Regions from separate parts of the Mus musculus genome. Here regions 1 and 2 are each linked to region 3. The links are chromatin contacts, called in public HiChIP or PLAC-seq maps. All regions are on one chromosome and are shown on one strand. Each heading gives the region's core, a stretch centred on a gene start, on an enhancer-like site or on the middle of the called end of the contact. The rest is flanking DNA. Distances are from core to core; before and after follow the strand shown. Region 1 has its middle 38 kb from the start of 4930526H09Rik. Region 2 has its middle 64 kb from the start of 4930526H09Rik. Region 3 has its middle 24 kb from the start of Plk2.

What was found. HiChIP or PLAC-seq counts read pairs in DNA pulled down with a chosen protein or histone mark.
Region 1: a CTCF HiChIP or PLAC-seq map of the NIH/3T3 cell line shows a contact between it and region 3, with 6 read pairs. The contact joins two enhancer-like sites. A contact is called at or near these places in 1 of 15 datasets of contacts at CTCF or cohesin (the NIH/3T3 cell line), 1 of 484 Hi-C or Micro-C datasets (bone marrow-derived macrophages) and 4 of 115 datasets of contacts at active chromatin or transcription factors (bone marrow-derived macrophages, embryonic basal ganglia, embryonic stem cells and 1 more).
Region 2: an SMC1A HiChIP or PLAC-seq map of the NIH/3T3 cell line shows a contact between it and region 3, with 10 times the contacts expected there. The contact joins two enhancer-like sites. A contact is called at or near these places in 2 of 15 datasets of contacts at CTCF or cohesin (both in the NIH/3T3 cell line), 7 of 484 Hi-C or Micro-C datasets (the C2C12 cell line, the HPC-7 cell line, bone marrow-derived macrophages and 4 more) and 6 of 115 datasets of contacts at active chromatin or transcription factors (bone marrow-derived macrophages, a colorectal cancer cell line, embryonic basal ganglia and 3 more).

The regions. Positions count from the first base shown.
Region 1 is chr13:110,940,513-110,943,462 of GRCm38.p6, reverse strand. No RefSeq gene overlaps it. Among named protein-coding and RNA genes, the nearest start is that of 4930526H09Rik, 38 kb to the right of the region's middle. Within about 2 kb of position 1,687, at least 33 of the 459 cell types and tissues checked have an H3K27ac peak or open chromatin away from gene starts, as enhancers often do. A contact at or near this core is called in the NIH/3T3 cell line, where this site is marked.
Region 2 is chr13:110,966,781-110,969,480 of GRCm38.p6, reverse strand. No RefSeq gene overlaps it. Among named protein-coding and RNA genes, the nearest start is that of 4930526H09Rik, 64 kb to the right of the region's middle. Within about 2 kb of position 1,265, at least 130 of the 459 cell types and tissues checked have an H3K27ac peak or open chromatin away from gene starts, as enhancers often do. A contact at or near this core is called in the C2C12 cell line, the NIH/3T3 cell line and trophoblast stem cells, where this site is marked.
Region 3 is chr13:110,417,560-110,420,259 of GRCm38.p6, reverse strand. No RefSeq gene overlaps it. Among named protein-coding and RNA genes, the nearest start is that of Plk2, 24 kb to the right of the region's middle. Within about 2 kb of position 1,414, at least 30 of the 459 cell types and tissues checked have an H3K27ac peak or open chromatin away from gene starts, as enhancers often do. A contact at or near this core is called in the C2C12 cell line, the NIH/3T3 cell line and trophoblast stem cells, where this site is marked.

The DNA.
Region 1 (2,950 bases), core at 438-2,937, 520 kb before region 3:
ACAGTCAGCCTGAAATCCAGAGTTCTCATAAGATGAAGGATCTGTGTGAATGACTATCAAGGGAAACATGATGATCAAGACAGATGGGGTGGGGGAGATGGAGTTCTGTTCGATAATGTCACTGCTCCTCTGTAAGAAGGGAAGTCCCCTTTCTGTGCCAATGTGACTTGAAGTCACTAACCATGATCAGGTATGCCAGAAATAGTTTTCTAAAACTATCATGAAGTTGAGATCTGACCCCACAGCAGGAGTATGGGTTCAGGAAGGCAAGCTTGTAAATATTTTTGTCAAATCCTTGTGTCTTCTTGTGAGTCAAAAGGGTAACATTAATGATTCAGCAAGATTGCTCAATTTGGAGGCCTTAATGTAAGCTTCGAACACTTGAGAGGATGGAGCATAGGGAGGAAGTGTTGCCACCTCGGATGAGTCTTGAGTTATTTATAAATATTGTGTCAATTAATTTTAAATTGGCCATATTTAATTTGGGGCTGAAAATAGACCGGACTTCCTCCTTAGATTGCTCATATGATTCCAAAGAGTTCAGAAGGATTTTTAAAATATTTTTTCCTTTGTAACTCCTGTCTATTAGTTGTATCAAACAGTGAGACTCATCATGACATTGACACATGTATGATATTTATCTTATTATATTCATACTTCCACTACTATCTTTTCTTCCTCAAATAATATTTTCCTTTTCTCCATGAAATAACATTTTATTAATTTTTTTTGTTTTTTGTTTTTTTGAGACAGGGTCTCTCTGTGTAGCCCTGGCTGTCCTGGAACTCACTTTGTAGACCAGGCTGGCCTCGAACTCAGAAATCTGCCTGCCTCTGCCTCCTGAGTGTTGGGATTAAAGGTGTGCGCCATCACACCTAATTATGTGAGAATTTTGTACACTATATTTGGCCAACTCTTCACAGATCCACCCAATTTCATCAACTCTCCTCTCTCTCTTTAACTCATTGAGTCTATTTTGCTTTGTCCACATATCCTTGGGGCTGTCCTGGAACATGGTCCATCTAATCGGGGTCATTGTCTTAACTCTACTTTATTGGGGTATTAAGATATTTTTCGTGTATTGATTATTAGTGAAACATTGAAAAATACCTTTTGATCCTTGACGGCAAGCCAAAGACTTTTAGATGTTTACCTTAAGAAACTTATTTTTTGTATTTCTTTTTCTTTATTAGATATTTTCTTCATTTACATTTCAAATGCTACCCCCTTTCCTAGTTTCCTCTTTGAAAGTCCCCTATACCCTCCCCCTGCCCTGCTACCCAACCCACTCACTCCCCCTTCCTAGCCCTGGCATTCCCCTGTACTGGGGCATATGATCTTTGCAAGACCAAGGGCCTCTCCTCCCATTGATAGCCACCTAGGCCATCCTCTGCTACATATGCAACTAGAGTCACAAGCTCTAGGGGTACTGGTTAGTTCATATTGTTGTTCCTCCTATTGAGTTGCAGACCCCTTTAGCTCCTTGGGTACTTTCAACTTGAGCTTTACAAGTTATTTCTTATTTGTGATAGTGGTCATAAGCATACAAGTGGACTACTGAGGAAAAGGATTACTAAGTCTGGATGAATCACTGCCACCCATGACTTGAACTCTATGACTTCTCCCTCTCTGAGGTCAAGAGATCCTGCAGAGAGGAGGCTCATGCTTAAAATAGCTCTAGGGAGGCAAGCTGGTGACTGATGGAGCCTTACGTCTGCTTTATTTTTAGCTTGCCCTTTATGCTGTGTCAGTAGTAATCACTGGGACAGACAGATGTGATATTAATGACATATTACATTTTGGTAAGTGAAATTTGGCCAAAAGAAAACTAGATTTAAGGTGGCCAATGATGTATTGGATAGTTTAAACTACTCAGAAGGAGGGATGTTTAATGCTCCTATCACACAGCCACAATAAAGAGAGCAGGTACACTAATCATTTCAAATGGTGTACGTGTGTGTGTTTGTGTGTGTGTAATGTTCACATATCACATTGTTTCACATAAATATGTACAATCATGTGACAATTAGAAATAAGAAAAAAAAAACAGTGGATGAATATATAACTGGTTAAAGCACAAAAAATACCAGGTAATGGTGACAAGAAATGGACTTTCCTTTCAATTATGTTACATGGAGAAAATTACTCAAGATATGTAAATTTCAGGCTCTCTATAATTTAAAAAGGCTAATATAAATAAGATATGGAGGACAAAAATGTATTTAACTTGGTTAAATGTAGTATTCTTGTTGTCTGTTTGCTTGTTTACTTTTAAATTATTGGCAGGAGTTGGAAAGTCAAAAGGGGTTTCTGAAGGGAATAGGAGGGCTATGTTTAGTTGACAAAGTTTGTTCTCAAATTCACATAGATTTACAGACACAGAAGCTTCCTGGTAATAGTTAAACTCTATTAAAAAAAATCTATTTTAAGACTTGCTTACATGTCATTCTCCATGCTTACTACAATTAATAGTTTTAACACACACACACACACACACACACACACACACACACACAGAGAGAGAGAGAGAGAGAGAGACAGAGAGAGACAGAGAGAGACAGAGAGAGACAGAGAGACAGAGAGACAGACAGAGACAGACAGAGACAGAGACAGAGACAGAGAGAGGTGGGGAAGAAGGAGAGAGGGAGAGAGAGAGAGGGAGGGGAAGGGGGAGGGGGAGGGGGAGGGGGAGGGAGAGAGAGAATGAGAATGAATTACCTCTGTGTGGCAAGAGTAACTAAGATTCACTGTTTGGAGCATCCTCTGTAGACTAACCAAAACTATGTGAACACTTAACTCTTAGTGCAGTGTTCTAAAGCAGGCCTTTTAGTATCTCATACTTAGAGAATAATTTCAGAGAAAAGAAAGATATGAAGTTCAAATCCTGGTAGCAAGATTCAGTCTCACAGAACTGACTTTAGATGTACCACGGGGGTGGGGGGTGGGCAGG
Region 2 (2,700 bases), core at 16-2,515, 550 kb before region 3:
TTGTTATAAAAGGACAGCCAGCATCACAAACACTTTCCAAGGTTCCAGAATATAGATGACTGTAACCAGGAAGATCACCATATCCAATGGTGCCATGACCTAGTCTGAAATAGACACATGTTGGAGAGTGACAATTGCTGTGACGAGACTCTATGACTACCCAACTCTTATAAAGGAAAACATTTAATTGGGGCTGCCTTACAGTTTCTAGGTTAAGTCCATTTTCATCATGGCAGGAAGCATGGCAGCATCTGGGCAGGTGTGGTGCTGGGGAAGTAGCTGAGAGTTCTACATCTGGATCTGAAAGCACCAGGAAGAGAAAGAGACACTGGGTTTGGCTTGAGCATTTGAAACTTCGAAGCTACCTCCAGTGTGGCACACCTCCTCAACAAGGCCATGCCTCCTAATAGTACCACTCCCTCTGCACCTATGGAGGCCCTTTTCATTCAAACCACCACACAGGGGGCAGTGCTAGATTCACTTCTGTCCCTGGTGATAAATAGCCTGGTGTCTATGTAACTAAAAATAAAATAACGCAAACCTCTGGCTTGGTCTTTGAATAGAAAACTGATGCCACAGGCTTAAAAACATTATCAGCAGTTTGGGTTCCATTGCACCATATGCCTCAATCCAACTCTGTGGCCTGGAGAACGTCACTTGGAGAACGTCACTTGGCCCTCTTGGCTCTGCTAGGAAGTTCTCCTAGTGGAGGAGAAGGCGACAGCATGTGTCTGGCTGCTTCAATCCTGCCCGGGAAGTGCAAAGCCCCATCGGCTTAAAGGGATTGAAGAATGACTTCTTTGGATGATCTTCCTGGCGCTCTTGGACTCCTGTGTTGAGAACTGAGGGGTGAGGATTAGGGAGAAGCTCCAAAGACATTGGCTTAAGCTCATTGCCACTGTTTTGGCCAATTTAAGCACGTGTAGGAAAAACAGAGAAATAAATCCATATGGTATTACATTTTCACCAACAACGAACTACTCCTGTTTATAAGAAAAATGACCTTTAGGTAAATTTGATGCCTGGGAATCACCTGAAGAAAGATTATTTTTTTGAAAGCTGTTGTGCCTGTGTGAGCCAAGAGTACTTCACGGCTATGAATTTGACAATTCAGTCTCCACAAAGCAACTGTTTGATCCTAGCAGTGATTGGAACTCTGTCCTCTAGAGGGCAGGAATGTACCAGATTTAAAGAACATGGAGGCTTGCACTGTGCTAGGGAGGAGCCAAATGCCCTGCTTACACTGTGTGAAAGAGGAAGGGAGGGAAAGAGATTACCCTAAACTAGTCTCTTAGACTAGGAACAGTAGGAAATCTTGTCTTGAATATTGAATAAGGTATTTTTAAATTGATGTGTTTTATTTTTTTTTTTCTTGGTTTATCTTGGCTTTCCTCTGCACCAACCCAGCTGGTCCTTGTTTTCATTTTTGTAGTTTTGTTTCGTTTTTCTTCAGATTTTGTACTTTGTATTCTAGGTTGGACATGAACTCACTATGTTGTTCAGGATAACCTCAAATTCCTGATGGCCCCGCCCCCACCTCCCACATGTTGGAATTATATGCATGTACCCACCACGCCCAGCTAAGAAATTCTTACAATGATTAAGCACCTTTTAGCTGAGACATTAACAGTAGAAGTAAGTTTCCTTGGCACAGCCCTTTCAGAGCGTGGGGAGACCAAGCCTGGAGCAGGGAATGGTGTCTTTTAACTCATTCTACAGATCCTGAGTAGCCTAACACAGGAGGATGCTCTGCAGATTAATCAGAAACTGAACATAAAAAGATCACTTGGGATGTTAAAACATAAGAACTGTCAGTCAAGATCTCTGGGATTGGCAGTCTGAGAGTCTTAGAAGGCCTTTTCTCCCATGCCATGGCTTTTCAGTTAACCCAGTGCTAGATGCTCTTTGTCTCCCTTGGAGAGAAATTGCCTTGAGAATATGCTTCATGTTGGCAGAGGGATTGCACAGGGAGGTTTAAACAGCAGGCTGCCGAGAGTCCAGGACATGTTGAGGCATAACCTGCTGCCGGTGGACCATGCTGCTCCAGGCGTGACCTGGGAGTTACCGGCAGAGTTTCACACCATTGTTCCTGCTGCTCTGCTTGCTCTCCAAGGAGAGGAAGGCTTACACCACAGCTTTCCCAGGGTCCAGACACTTGCCAGCAGCTGACCCATCAGGAAATGGCCTCTCCCCTCTTCCTTCCCACATTCCTTCCTTCCTGAGCTTCCCCAGTCCAAGGTGTGGCCGCGCGCCCAGAAGATCTGCTCTGCTTGATTGACAAGCAAACAAAACCTTCCTCTTAGATAAGCAAGATCACAGGTCTGTAGGAAATCTATTTGTTTCTGGATGGAGCTTGTCTGCTCTCGCTGTCTCAATAGCTACAGTGCTGACTTCATAGTTTCTTATCATATCTTTAGGATGTGTGGAACAGTAAATCCTAAAACAATGAGCTCTGCTTTGTAACATTTTTTTTAACAGGCTAATTCACAGTGAAATACTACACTTTGTTCTACAGAGTTTATGGTGGTCTCCCTTGGAGTCCTTAGCCATTTGTACTGTGCAATAAGAAAGACTAGAAGAGAGATTTCCTTTTTGAACTTTCTTTTTAATTTAGTTCTTTAGAAATTTGTTATTCCTGACAAGAGCTGGGAATTCAGGAAAGGGTGCCCCTTGCCACTTTTGGGGAGAATCTTTTTAACA
Region 3 (2,700 bases), core at 165-2,664:
ATCCTTGTTTCCCAGGGGGCTTGTGGGTGCTGGGCAGTGCCTGTGTGTGTGCTCTGTGTCCACAGAACTCAGTGCTGCATACATAGTGCACGAAGAAGACAAGGATGGGAACCTGAAAAGCCAGGATTTATACTGAAATCCAACACATTTGAAAAAGCTATATCTCAAGTGGAGTGTTGACTCATTCTTTCCAAGCAGATAGATGAATTACTGATATTTGAAATAATTTTGATGTTTCTGATTTCATAATGCATTTCCTGATCCTTTCCCTGGTCTTTATTATTTATCATATGCATATAATGAATTTTTTTTAACTTTGTAGACTAGACACGCCTCCTATCCACTGAAAAGGAAGCAAGGAGAGCTGTGTCATAGGAAAAGCTGCCTCAAGGCAAAACGAGCTCGATGCTATTACACATCTTATTCAGGCCTTACAGTAAGTGCAAGGAGTTAGTCATAGATTCCCGAATCTTACAGAAAGGCACACATATAATGAATGAAATTCCTTGGCTCCGGGTGATTAATGAGTAGATGTTTTCACAGCACTGATCCTCAGTCCTCTCTCTCTCCTTAGAGTGCATCATGCTGTCTGCTCAGCACTTCAAAGCTACCTATAGGAAGGGCCTGTGCCATCAAACATTATCTTTCCCTAGTTGTGAACCTTTGAGCTCCTCAGGGTGTCCATTTTAAATTAGACATTGGAGGAGAAACTAATTTTTTGTGAGGAAAACTTACATTAGATTCATCTTCCTTAACATTATGGAAGATAGAAAAATAAAGCCTGTGAAGAATTGCAAATCTGTGAGGAATGTGAGGCAGGGTCCTATAATATCCATAGTGAGCTTCTTGCACTATTTCCTTACACCAACACTGTTGAAGGCAGCCGCTGGAGTAACCGCATGACCACTCAGGACTCGTCCCTCTCTGGAACAATTAGCAACTTAGTACTGATATTATCCCCTCATACTGTCTCCAACTTCGTCTATGTTTCTAAAGTATAGCTACAATCCAGGAAACACTAAGCACTAACTAGTGGACTAGTTCCCTTTTAGAAGAGCCACACACAACAACAAAACAAACAAACAAAAGCACAAAAAGGTAGGAGGAGTTAAAAACCAGATAATATCAGTTCTAGCTGCTGACTTTTTCATGATTTTCTTGGTAGTCGTAGCATGGTAAACTGTCACCTTTTACCCAGTAGGATTTAGCAGCTGTCTCAGTGAAGAGTGTTTGCCCCACAGTTTTTTTTGAAAAAAGCTACATTTCCCAAAGTTCAACCACCTCTCAACTAAAACAGACGCACATGCCATGCTCTTACAAATGTAAAACACCACTTCTTTAAGAAGCCTCAAAGAGTTTGGCGTGCCAATCTGCAGAGCTGTGGTGCCAAACGGATCCAGTGATTCATCACCGATGATGTCAGAGCAGGTCCCAGGTCCTGCACCCACTGAGAAGTGGAGACTTCCCAATCCACTGTGGGAGTAGGAGATAAGATCGTCTTCTCTTTGGGTTAGGCAGAAGGCCATGGCCACAATGTTGCCAGTCAACCTCTGTAGAAATGTCAACATTTGCTTTTGATGCCTTTGTTTCACAGAAACATTCCAAGGACTTCTTTGAAGCCATTAAACAAGTCATTCCATTTTTATTTGTTTGATCCTTCCTTCTTTCTCTGTCTGAGTTGAGCTTTCAGTCATTACAGATGTCTATGCATGTAAAATAATATAGACTGAATAACAAAAATCAGCTACCTTGATACATTTGTTCATATGCAATGAATTAATATGTAATGAAACTTCATTAAGGACCGAGCACTGTTTTAACTTATACCTCCTATCTCCGTGTGGAGAGGAAATGGGTATTGACCAGTGGTTGCATTACAAGGTTACATGTGGAAGCTGCTGCATGTGTATAACAAAGTTGCAATAGCAATTCATAGAAGTAGCTGGCTGGGCAGATGCCTACATAATTCACCAAGAGCAAATATCTGATATTTAGTAATACATTAGAATATCTTTTATTTTTTTATTTTTTTATTTTTTTGTCTCTGGCATTTCTCTGTGTCTAATGGCATGGATAAGAAGGAGTTTCCTGTCCTTAAACTCCTTGCGTTAGAATTGGTCCATAACAGCATATACAAAATTTGGAAGCAAAGGCAATACAAAGTCACATGATTATCCCTTTGCCATTACCACGCCAGTGCATAAGCTCTCCAGAGAACAGCTGAAGACTTTTAATCCTTTATTTTGTACAACTTACAGCTGTGAACTTGGATGGTCTTCTCCTGTGGCTATTTGAACTTTCTGATTCTATGAATGTTAGTGGCAAGTCAAAGACTCACAGTATCTTTCTGTGACCTTCATTTCCTGCTGTTTTTCAACACTCTGACATTAGGTGTCCCTTCTCCCCTGGAAGCCCCGCATGTGACACTCTAGTTTAGTCTACTGTAGCCAGCAGGCTTTGGTAAGTTCAGAAGCAGAGTCACATGATGCTGCTGGTCTCTACAATAACCACCATCATCACCAGTATTTATAGAAAGCCTACAATTTGTATCATAGTATATTAATGTACTCCTCATTAAGATGAGGAAATCAATAAAAACAAACCCTGAGAAGGTTTTAAAAGATCTCTGAAATTCCAAACAGTAAAGTCAGAATTCAGGTGAACTAAAAGGGAGGCCGTTCTGATTGGTATTTTGGCTTT